Linked DNA regions of Mus musculus: all the other regions are linked to region 1. A link is a contact called in public HiChIP or PLAC-seq and Micro-C data. All regions are on one chromosome and are shown on one strand. Each heading gives the region's core, a stretch centred on a gene start, on an enhancer-like site or on the middle of the called end of the contact. The rest is flanking DNA. Distances are from core to core; before and after follow the strand shown.

Region 1 (3,310 bases), core at 635-3,134:
ATGGTCTAGGCTGGGACCATCCAGACTTGTGAGTGATCCTACACTGAAATATGGGGGGGGGGGGGGGAAGCGGTCCCCGCGGCCTCTTAGGAGGGAGGCATGATGACCCTGCTCCTGAAGTCAGTCTCATCCTAGTTACACAAAATGACCAAGAGCTTGGCTTCCTCCCACCCCCTCCCGCCCCAGTTTCAGTTGACACTTTATAAAAGCATCGGTTGGAGATAGTTTATGGGGCCAGGAGACTCGTCCAGCAAGGGAAGCCACTGATAGAGCCCTATGACTGAACCTCCGTTTCTCCTCTTTAAAAATGTGGGATTCAGAGAGATCTCAAAGTGTCTGCGAGCTGTTTCGAGACACATAGGCAACTCCCCCCAACCCTCATTGCTTTATAACTGTAGAGGGTCATCCAAGCTATAGGCTTTCAGGGTTCCTACCCTCTTGGGTACCCACTTCCATCTCTCTCCTCAGTGGAAAGTGGGAATTCGGGCTGAGCCTCAGGCAACTGGGCTCCCCTGACCCTCCCCCTCACAGGCAGCCTTAGGAGGTAGGCCTGAAGACTGAAGGGCAAATGAAACTTCAGTTTCCTCCCCTGAAAAGGAAATTTCTCTACAAAATACCCTAAAGAGCCTCTGACAGCGGTCTGTGGGAGTTCGGGAAGGGGGGCAGATCTGGAGGTCACCTATGGGCACACATCCTTTAACTGGAAAAGAGCTTCACGTCCCCTCGATTTGGAGGCACCCTTGATCTGAGGTCAGAGGCAAGGCTGGACTGGGGCAGCATGCAAAATACAGCCTGTGCCGGCTCGGAAAATGGGCGCCTTCCTCAGCTCACTTCTCGCTAAAGGCCAGCTATGTAGCGCCCTTCTGAGAACTTCCCTCCCTGAGGTACAGCCCAGAGTCCTCAGGTCTGCAATTGCCAGTGTAAGAGGAAAAAAAAAAAAAACAAACCGTAAATAAAAAGAAAATAATGGAGAGGAAAAGAAAGGAGAAAGGGGGGGAGAAGAAAACTTGGGGGTGTGGGAATGTGTGGCCTGGGGTGGAAGGGTGCGCTCTGGCCTACAAGGCCCATTCTTGTGATCCTGTGGCTCTGTGTGGGCGAAGGCACAGTCCAGCAGCGTGCAGGCTACATGTGGTGCGCCCTTCCAGGGTGGGGCCCCTTAACTGTACTTAAGTCCCGTGAGAAGGCAGACGCCAGTCTGTGGATGGTGCTGAGGGGTGCTGTCTAGGCCGACTGTGTGGCGCAGAAGCCGGCTTGCTAGAGCGTCTATGTGCACGAACACATAACCACACATAAGCGTCCACCTCCCTTCTTCCTCCCTTTTAATTTAGTTGGACCACAGAGTTCTAAAGTCTGTCCTGGAGAAAGGAACGGGATGGCGACTCTCGCCTCCTGCGAACCCGGTTCTGCCAAAGGAGGCAGCTACAGAGCAACAACCTAAGTCAGTAAGCCCCCAGACCCTCGCACAGATGTGCCAGGCGCCTCGAAGACGACAAGGCGCCTACCACCAAAGCTGAAGGCGTGGGGGTGGGGAGAAGATGGGGAACCGAGAATCCAAAGAAACTTGAGGCCAGCGGGCTTTGAAGGAGACCCGCAGACATCTCTTCTTGCAACTCGCGCCAGGGCGCAGCCGCCTAGCTCCAAGGTCCCTCGCACCAACTCCTGTAAAGGTCCCCTTCGTCACCCGCCCTGCCACTAGGGCTTCCCGCGCGCGCGCGCGCGTGTCTGGGCTGCGGAAGGCCCACACTCACCTGGTTTCGAGCGCGCAAGTCCACCTGGGATCGTGAATCGTCCTGCGCCCCGCATCATCTCTCCAAGGCCGCGACCCCGCAGCCAGGGCCGCTCCCTGACGCGCTCCCCGCCTGCGCCACCCGCTTTCCGGAACCCGGCCTGGCGCGCAGCGTCGGAGGCCCCGCGGCGGCGGCAGGCCGAGCCCATAGGGGCATCAGGCCAACTCCCCCCGCGCCCGCGGGCTTCTCTACTCTTATTATTAAAGGATCCCCCGGAACGTGTTTACGTTGAGCCTTGTAAACTTCCTGCCCCGGACTTTGCCATCTCTCAGGAAATCAGAACCTGCGCTTGTAAAAGGGGACACGGGGCCGCGGGGCCAACTAAGCGGATTTCAGAGTTAAGCGTGGGGGGAGGGGGCTCCGAGGAGACTTTGCTCTGTGAATTCAGATCTGAGAGTGGCAGCTTCCCGGGGGACCCTGGGGAACGTGAGTGGGGAGCGCACTGGTGCAAGCCTGCGCGTCTAAGTTGGTGATTAGAGGATTCGCTTGGGGGCATCGTTGTGTGTGCGCTCCGGGCGCGTGTTAATGCACGCGTGTGCGCGCTTTCATGAATGAGTGCACGAAGCCGCCTGCTAGGGAACCTGTGCGGTTCGTGGCACTGCACGACCTGAAGCCACTCTCCGGGTCCCGCTTGCAGCGCTTGGAGACAAAGCGCCCGCTAAGCCGCCTGCGGTTTCGTTTTCCGCCCGCCCGCGCTCGGCTGGGGCAGTGGCTGCAGCGCGGTTGGGCGAGTCCGAGGAGCGCCGGGCGCCGGCGCAGCGCTTCCCAGGGCGGGGAGTGAGGGGAGGCGGTCCCTCTCGGGAACTTACGCCGTCCTGCCCCGGGGGCCGGGAACCCAATCGCTCTCTCTGCCCGCGCTGGTCACGACCCAAGGCCTCCGCCACCGCCGCAGCCCAGCGCGCCGGGAAGACCGGAGTCCCGGGCGCGTGTCCAGCCCGGTCATCCGGGCCTAGGAGGCGGGGACCGGCACACCGGGTCCAGGTCGGCAGAGGCGGGGCAGGCTTCGCAGTCCGGGGAGCGGGGGTGGAGGGGGGCTGGGGACGCGTGGGGAGGGACCTGGGGGGCTTGAGCCCACTGAATAGCTACGGGGGATCGGACACTGCAGGCTGCGGGGGCGCAAAGGCGTGCACCGGCGGGGGGGGGGAGTAGGCGGGGGGGGCGGTGCCGGGCCCCCTGATGCGCGTGGCCTCCCGCAGGGAGGAGGAGGAGAATAGCGCGCCTGGGGAGGGCGGGCTTGCGGGGGAGGCGCGCTCGGGAGCCGCAGTGACGGCAGAGGTGCAGCCGCCCCGCGCAGCCCCCTCCCCTCCCTCCCCTCCTGCTCCTCCTCCTCCTCCCGGCTCGGCAGCGCAGAGCAGCGGCGGCAGCGGCGGCGGCAGCAGCCACCCGATGTCCGCGCCCGACAAGCAGCAGCCGCCGCACGGCGGGGGCACAGGAGGAGGCGGCGGCGCGGGCGGCCAGGCCATGGACCCCGCGGCGGCGGGCCCCACCAAGGCCAAGAAGACCAACGCCGGCGTGCGGCGGCC
Region 2 (3,619 bases), core at 680-3,179, 650 kb after region 1:
ACTAGAACTGTTAGTCCCATTTTACAGGTCAGGCAACTGAGCACAGAGACATGAAGTGGCTACCCAAAGCCACACAGCCTGGAATCAGGATGTGAAGCCCAGCCTATAGAAGATGAGTCTGTGGCCCACTTGACCACATCCTCGTAATAAGCTAACAGACTCATCCCACTGGCTCATAGTCCATTAACACATTGGAACACACAGAAACAAAGTCTGGGAGATTGGAGATTTTCTGCCCTCCAGGTATACGGCAGGCTGATGTGTGTCTGCTTGGTGATGGTGGGCTATGCATGCTAACTTCCAATCAAGTCCAAGATGTGATGCACCCTGAAGTCCACCATAGGCCATTTGAAGGCAAACCCTGACTCAAGGACCAGAGTGGCTGGAAACCTCGGATACAGAACAGGAACTGACAGCTTCTCAAAGCCTTTGGGGAGAAAAGAGGATGCCACCATCTGACTGGTGGGCCTTAAGGAGAGGTTGTTGTGCTTAAGACAAGGAGTTGGGGTTGGGGTTGAGATCTGGGGTTCTGGAAGCGCCCCGATGACCCCGGCTGGCTGCAGGTGCCACCATGCACCTCTTTTGCTCCCAGTCAGGGACTCCCCACCACCGGGGCTTACTGGGTCTCTTGTCACCACCAACCCCCACTAACCCCAACCCTGTGCAACTGTGAAGCCATGCAGACCCCCTCCTCCTCAGCCCACTGCAATGCCCGCTGCCATTCCCTGCATGCAGTCCGGGAGGGCAGGGGATGTGGGCTCCTGTCTTCGGATTGATGGTCCAGGAAATGCATTTTCAATTAGTCCCATGATGCTAGCATCTCTTGGTGGGGGTGGGTAATGAGAGAGAGAGAGAGAGACAGAGAGAGACAGAGAGAGAGAGAGAGAGAGAGAGAGGGAGAGAGAGAGACCTAGTAACCGCGGAGTGGTAACCCCAAAGAGCGACAGCTTCTGGAGTGGGGGGGATACCTGTTGGCCAGGGCGCAAGGCCCACGGGATTGGGGTGGCTTTGCTCCAAGATGCAAACGTGTGACCCAACTTTCTATTAATTTTTAGAGGGGCTAAACGCTATTCGCTAAAGGTGTGTTTTCGAAGGTGAGCGCCTCCCCGGGGACCCCCCAGCGGCCCTGAAAGAAGGAGGAGAGAGTGTGTCACAGGGAGAAACCACCTGTGGTTGGCAGGAGCCTCTCAGTCAAGTCGTGGCCCGCACGGGCCGCGGTGCGGGTGTCCCCGGAGGTAGCGGGGTGGGGACCGCGCGGCCCTCGATTGCCTGCGGCGCCCGCGCCTCCTCCCGGCTCCCCACCGCGGCGTGCGCTCGCGGTGCCCGGTTCCTTCCCGTTACGCAGTTCCTGTCCCTTTAAATCCCAGCCCCTGGCAGCGGAGACTGGGGCGCGCCGGCCGGACCCCGGGCCAGGGGAGGGGCAGGGCGCCCCGGGGTCCTCGCGTGCGCGCGCGCGCGCCCGCCAGCGCCCCTCTCCAGGCGGCCGCGCGCTTGCCGGGGCTCGGAGCGCAAGCCGCCGCCGCAGTGCCGCTGCCCGGTCCGGCCGGGATCGGTGCAGCCGCGCGCGCCGCCGCCCGCGGGCCCCGCCGCCCGGGCCTGAGCCGCGCCCCGCGCCCTCCCGCTCCCGGGGCGCGCGGCGAGGGGCCCTGGCGGCGAGGTGGAGCCGCGGGCACCAGCCGCTCCCCCGCCCTGCGCCGCCCCTCCCCCGCCTCCTCCCGGTCCTGTCTCCAGCGGGAGCGCGAGACGCTGGTCAGGCTCCGGCGCAGCTCGAAAATGAACAATCGCCGCTGGCGGACCTAGACGCCGCCGCCGGTCCGCGCGCGGGGTCGCGGGCGTGCTTCGTCCTCCCCCCCCCCACCCCCCCGAAAAGAGCATCGCAACAAAAAGCCAGCCAGCCAACCAAGACTCCGGTTTGTTGATCGCCTTGTTTCTTTTTTTTTTTTTTTTTTTTTTTTTTTCACCGCTTGCGGGATTCGCAAACCGCGTTACATGCATGTCCAGTGGGGGTAGGTTTAATTTTGACGATGGAGGGTCCTACTGCGGAGGCTGGGAGGACGGCAAGGCGCACGGCCATGGCGTCTGCACCGGCCCGAAGGGCCAGGGCGAATACACCGGCTCGTGGAGCCACGGCTTTGAGGTGCTGGGCGTCTACACCTGGCCAAGCGGCAACACGTACCAAGGCACCTGGGCGCAGGGCAAGCGCCACGGCATCGGCCTGGAGAGCAAGGGGAAGTGGGTGTACAAGGGCGAGTGGACGCACGGATTTAAGGGGCGCTACGGGGTGCGGGAGTGCACGGGCAACGGAGCCAAATACGAAGGGACCTGGAGCAACGGACTGCAGGATGGCTACGGCACGGAGACCTACTCGGATGGAGGTAGGTGCGGGCGGCAGGCGGCGGGGGCGGGGGGAGGAATGAGGACCGTCCCCCTCTTTCTCCTTCTGTTTATCTCCCGGGAAGTTGAGCCTCGCCTTCCAGTTGGGCTGTGGGCTCCTGGGGCATCTCCTAGATTCCCAGGAGGCCTCAGCGGGCCCCTGGCCACAGGTTGCCCCACGCTTGATGGGGACAGTGGCCCATGCCAACCCAAGGAAGGGTTGGGGGCTCTCCAGCAGCAGGGCCCGGCCCCTGCCGCAGCAGCCGAGCCAAAGTCTCAGCATATCCTGAGGAGCAGGCCAGAGATCTGCACCTGCCAGAAGGCCAGGCCGGGTCCTCCGCCACCTCTGGGACCTGCCAAGGCTGGAGGGGGCTGGAGGTAGACCCTTCCCCTCTTTTGGCATTGCCTTCCTGGTATCCCCAGAGTCAGACCCTCGTTGGTTTCTTGTTTTCCTGCGGTGCCCAGGGCCTCCCTCAGTCCTAAAGCAACCCAGGCCAATGGAGAGGGAGCGCTGGGAGCGCCAGAGGCGGGGGATGCCGACCAAACCAAACAGCAAGGCAATAAACTTCTAGGTGGTTGGACACAGGCTGTCGAAGCAGGCTGCTGAAGGGAGGGAGGGAGGAGGCCCATCTGTTTAGCGGGAGCCCAGGAATCTGGCCATTCAGTGGCTGAATCATTTTCACCTTTAGTTTAGGGAATCGCTCTGCGCCTCCAGTGTAAGATGCCACCACAGTCAGGGCAGAGCCGGTGCCGGAAGCCAGGCAACTACCAGTGTGATGGTTTCTGTTCAGAAGTCCCGGTTGGCTTGGCAGCCTTCACTCCAATGTCACCACTCCTCAGCAGCGCTGAGACCTCGGGAATAGTTTTAGGTCCTGGAAGTCAGACCCTAAAGCAGACTCTGCCTGTAGGTCCCCTCCCCCTCGGGGCGCTTATCCCAAGAGGCTGTTCTCTTGCCTCCCTCTGGGCCTGGGCGGCATCGGGCTTTTCTGCACGGATGCCTGGGAAGGGAGCGGAGGAGCCGCAGCAATGACTTGGGCTTCTGCGGGGAGATGGAGAGCTCTACCGAGCCTCTGTGTGTTTTCTTGCCTGAAGCCAGCACCTGCTCCTGGCCACATCTAGGAGTGATGAGGGCTGGAAAGTAATTATTATTTTGGCTTATGCAACTGAAAGACAGGGTTCGTTATTACCCGAAGAGGAGGCGGAGTCTGGGCAGTTAATTATATAATGCTCCTGCCTGTCTGCGCCT
Region 3 (3,437 bases), core at 641-3,140, 900 kb before region 1:
GAAAATGCAACAAGATTGACTTGTGGTTCCTGAGCACAGGTAACCAACCACAGGCAGACTGTAGCTTCGAATAAATAGATTAAGTTATGATGCAGTCAGAGAAGGGCCTAGCTATATGGCCAAAGTATTCATAAATATATTTTGAGTCTGAGTCTTATTTCTGGGAACATGGGGCTGGGAAGAAGAAACGCCAAACTTCTAAACGTTTCTGCACTTGGCAATTGTGGATCCAACGAGCCACAAATTTAAAAAGAAAATTTGAATAAAGACAGGTTCTTATGTGCTGAGGCTATTCTTAAACCCTCTGTGTAGCCAAGGATAACCTTGACCTCTGATCCCCCCATTCCCATCACCTGAGTGCTGGGATGATAGGCATTTGCCACCATGCCCAATCCAGAGCTCTGTGCATGCCAGGTGAGCACGCCACCCACCGAGCCACATCCCAAGCCCAGGCTGTATTTTTAATGGCCTCCATCGCAAACACAAAGGCTTTTACTAAAAGGAAACTGGAAAGTACCTGCAGGTTGCTTGCTGTGTAAGTGGTAGTGACTGACTACCTACTGTGTGCCAAGACACATGCTGAGCACTTTGCCCACAATGGGCCACGAATGCTCTCCCACCCTTTATCAAGAACGCTCCACATGTCTCTCAGGCAGGCTGGGGAGTCACCCTGTCAGTTGCTCTGAGCATCCCGGTCCTGGCTACAGCCAAGGCTCTGTGTTCTATTGCTGCTCCATGTGCAGAACAGTTGTTTCTCCACCTGCCCAGAGACCAGGGACCTGTCACGATCTGCCTCCCTATTCCTACAGTCCCCAGGACCTGGAAGTGACCAGCGTGCTACAACAGAAGTATCTTTGCAGACATGCACGAATGAGTAGTTGAGTGTGCCTTAGTGCCAGACCTTAGAAGCACCCTTGGGAAGCCCGAAGGCCCCTCCCACAGGTGGAAGCTCGGTATTAGCTATATAGGGTCAGCATCTCCTTGGGAGGCCTGTCCCGAGGTTGGGTGGCAAACAGCCCAGAAGGGGCCTCAGGGTGGGGACGGCCCCTCCCACTCGGCCGCCTTGGCGCCTAGGCTTTCCCCAGCTGGTCCCATCTGTCTCAGGCTCCTCAGCCACCAGAGAGCTCTAAGTAGCATGGCTCACCTTTCACACAAGGGACTCCCTCCTTTGCAGCCTTTTGGCACTCACCCCCCCACCCCCGCACCCCTTCCCCACCTCTCCCTCTGGTTACATTCCACTTACAATCTGGATTGCAGGAGGGAAAAAGACGGTGGGGAAATGTGTGTGTGTGTGTGTGTGTGTGTGTGTGTGTGTGTATGTGTGTGTGTGTGTGTGTGTGTGTGTGTGTGTGAGTGTGTGTGTGTGTGTTGGGGCATGGCAGGGACGGGGAGTGGGGTGGGCTAGCTGGGACAGGACTCAGGATGTTGAATGCCACTCTTCCCACCCACAGGCTCACCCCTGGCCAGGTGAGGAGCCTTCTTTCCACAGACTGCAGCTGCCAGGCTGGGCTCTCTGCTCTAGGCAGGGGGCCAGAGGCAGGACACTGAGCCAGAGACAAAAGACAGGAGTGGAGGCCCTCGGTATTTTGTCATTTCTCCTCACTCAGGGAGGCTAGGTACTGCTGGGGAGGTGATTAAACTCCCCAAGGGAACCTGGATCCACTGGACAGGCTATCCAGCCTACCCCTGGGCTTCTGTCTTTCCTCAAGAGTATCTTTCCCAAAGAAACATACAAAGACACTGTGCAGGCTAGCGACCTGGCTCCTGTATCTTTGCTACTCTGAGACTCTCCAACGGCTCCAAGAACAGCAGCGGCGCCCTGTCTTGAGCACAGTTGGTGGCTGGACTGTGCTCAGAGACCTGAGTACACGCCGCCCCTCCCCCACTCTTTATATCTGGAGAAGCCTGAAACACAGCTGTACCACATAATGAATTGTGAGCGCTTTGGCTCCTCACTGGGCCCCAGGGGCCTCCTGCTGGCTCCGATGCCAGGGCAGTGCTGAGGAGGTGGCTGCGGCTCTCAGCATCCCAGTGCACACGGAAGGGGCTGGAGCACGCATGTGCGGATGCACTCTAAATGTCCCTCTCCAGGTGGTTTTATCCAGCAGAAGCACAGCACGGGAGTATTTCTCCTTAAGTCACCTCACTTCCCTTCTGGGTCCCCTAGACTTGGCCCCAGTCCAGGAGGGATGCGTACACAGGCAGAGCCCTCAGGTGGAGCCTCTACATTGTCTGGAGACAGCTACACGCCAGAGGGCTGCTATGCTCTGGGCTAGAGGAACAGTCCAGGCCCCACCCTGACCTCGCCCATTCAGACAGGGATCCTGCTGCTACGGCCTTAGTTTGCCCAACTGAAGAATGGGTGACCATCCTGCCAAGTCACTTGGGGACATGTTGATACACAGTAGGCATTCATGTGCATCTTCCTGAAGATTTGCAGGTAAACAGTAGGCACTCAATAAGTGTTCCCCTGTCTTCTTGCTGCTGTGGCAGATGGAGGCACACCACACACAAATTATGTCCTTTTCCCTGTCTTCTCGTTCTGTGGCATTAGGCACAGGCACTCCAGAGCTCAGTTCTCAGGGACCCTTTCCCACTCCCACAGTGACCCTGGGCCATGTCCTGCTCTGGGATGTTTCCCTGCTCCATCTATTAGTGTCATGAATATCAAGGCAGAGAGGAACCCTGCCCCAGACTTGACGTCAGCACCCAACCTAATTGGTCCTGGAACCTCGGGAGTCCAGTGTGCCGAGCCCGCGGTGGCAGTGGGAGGCAAGGCTTGTTTGCACCCATGGCTTGAAGTGAAGGCTTTGTCTTCATGGCTCTTGGCACAGACACCTTGCCCTGGGCGTGCTCTCTCTCTCTCTCTCTCTGGTGTAGAAATCTGACTTATCACTTTCTTGGGGGGAGAGAGAGAGAGGCATGAATATTTAATGACCCCACTGCTAAGAGGCCTGGTGGAGGCCCTGAGTGAGTGAATGGTTGGCTTTCTCTTCAGGACAGGCTACTCGGGGTGCCAGACAGCCAACTCCTCCCCTCCTGCCTTTCATCACTGCGTGGCCCTGAGCCATCAGGCCCTGTACCCTGATGTCTTGGGGTGCTGGTGAGCTTGGGTCAGGTCTCAACTCCCAGGCATCCCGTGTTTTCTTTACAAGAGACATGGGCGGCAGTGGCAGTGGGTGGTGGCAGGTCAAGTCCCCTGGCCAAGAAGGAAGGCCTGTGGCTGCCGGCTAGAACATTCTGCCCCATGCGAGCCAAGAAATTCCAAAAGAAACACCGCAGTGTCCAGCTTGGGAGAGGCGGAAGGGGACTTCCTCTCTGAGTGGCCTCTGAGGTCTCAGAGCCTGATGGGTGGGGGCCCTCTGGCAGCCAGAATGGGGGTGGGGGCTGGGGGGTGCAGAGACAGGAAATGGGGAGATTCTCAGGTCAAGTGTCTC

The links. A called contact is a pair of places that touch in the nucleus more often than the background predicts. HiChIP or PLAC-seq counts read pairs in DNA pulled down with a chosen protein or histone mark.
Region 2: a contact with region 1 is called in a Micro-C map of embryonic stem cells, with 4 times the contacts expected there. The contact joins the promoter of Jph3 here to the promoter of Fendrr in region 1. A contact is called at or near these places in 4 of 39 promoter capture datasets (HPC-7-derived erythroid cells, erythroid cells and liver) and 1 of 484 Hi-C or Micro-C datasets (embryonic stem cells).
Region 3: an H3K4me3 HiChIP or PLAC-seq map of embryonic forebrain shows a contact between it and region 1, with 4 times the contacts expected there. The contact joins the enhancer-like site here to the promoter of Fendrr in region 1. A contact is called at or near these places in 1 of 39 promoter capture datasets (pre-B cells), 6 of 484 Hi-C or Micro-C datasets (the G1E-ER4 cell line, cortical neurons and embryonic stem cells), 3 of 115 datasets of contacts at active chromatin or transcription factors (embryonic forebrain, embryonic stem cells and forebrain) and 1 of 9 other capture datasets (embryonic stem cells).

The regions. Positions count from the first base shown.
Region 1 is chr8:121,081,226-121,084,535 of GRCm38.p6, forward strand. Fendrr (Foxf1 adjacent non-coding developmental regulatory RNA) reads right to left here and starts at 1,885. Exons shown (of 6, transcript NR_045471.2): 1 at 1,749-1,885. Foxf1 (forkhead box F1) reads left to right here and starts at 3,161. Exons shown (of 2, transcript NM_010426.2): 1 at 3,161-3,310. The coding sequence starts at 3,174.
Region 2 is chr8:121,728,630-121,732,248 of GRCm38.p6, forward strand. It overlaps Jph3 (junctophilin 3), which reads left to right and starts at 1,930. Exons shown (of 5, transcript NM_020605.3): 1 at 1,930-2,375. The coding sequence starts at 1,994. It overlaps Gm46065 (predicted gene, 46065), which reads right to left and starts at 1,848. Exons shown (of 3, transcript NR_165833.1): 1 at 1,168-1,848.
Region 3 is chr8:120,183,516-120,186,952 of GRCm38.p6, forward strand. No RefSeq gene overlaps it. Among named protein-coding and RNA genes, the nearest start is that of Cibar2, 7.8 kb to the left of the region's middle. Within about 2 kb of position 1,891, at least 60 of the 459 cell types and tissues checked have an H3K27ac peak or open chromatin away from gene starts, as enhancers often do. A contact at or near this core is called in embryonic forebrain and forebrain, where this site is marked.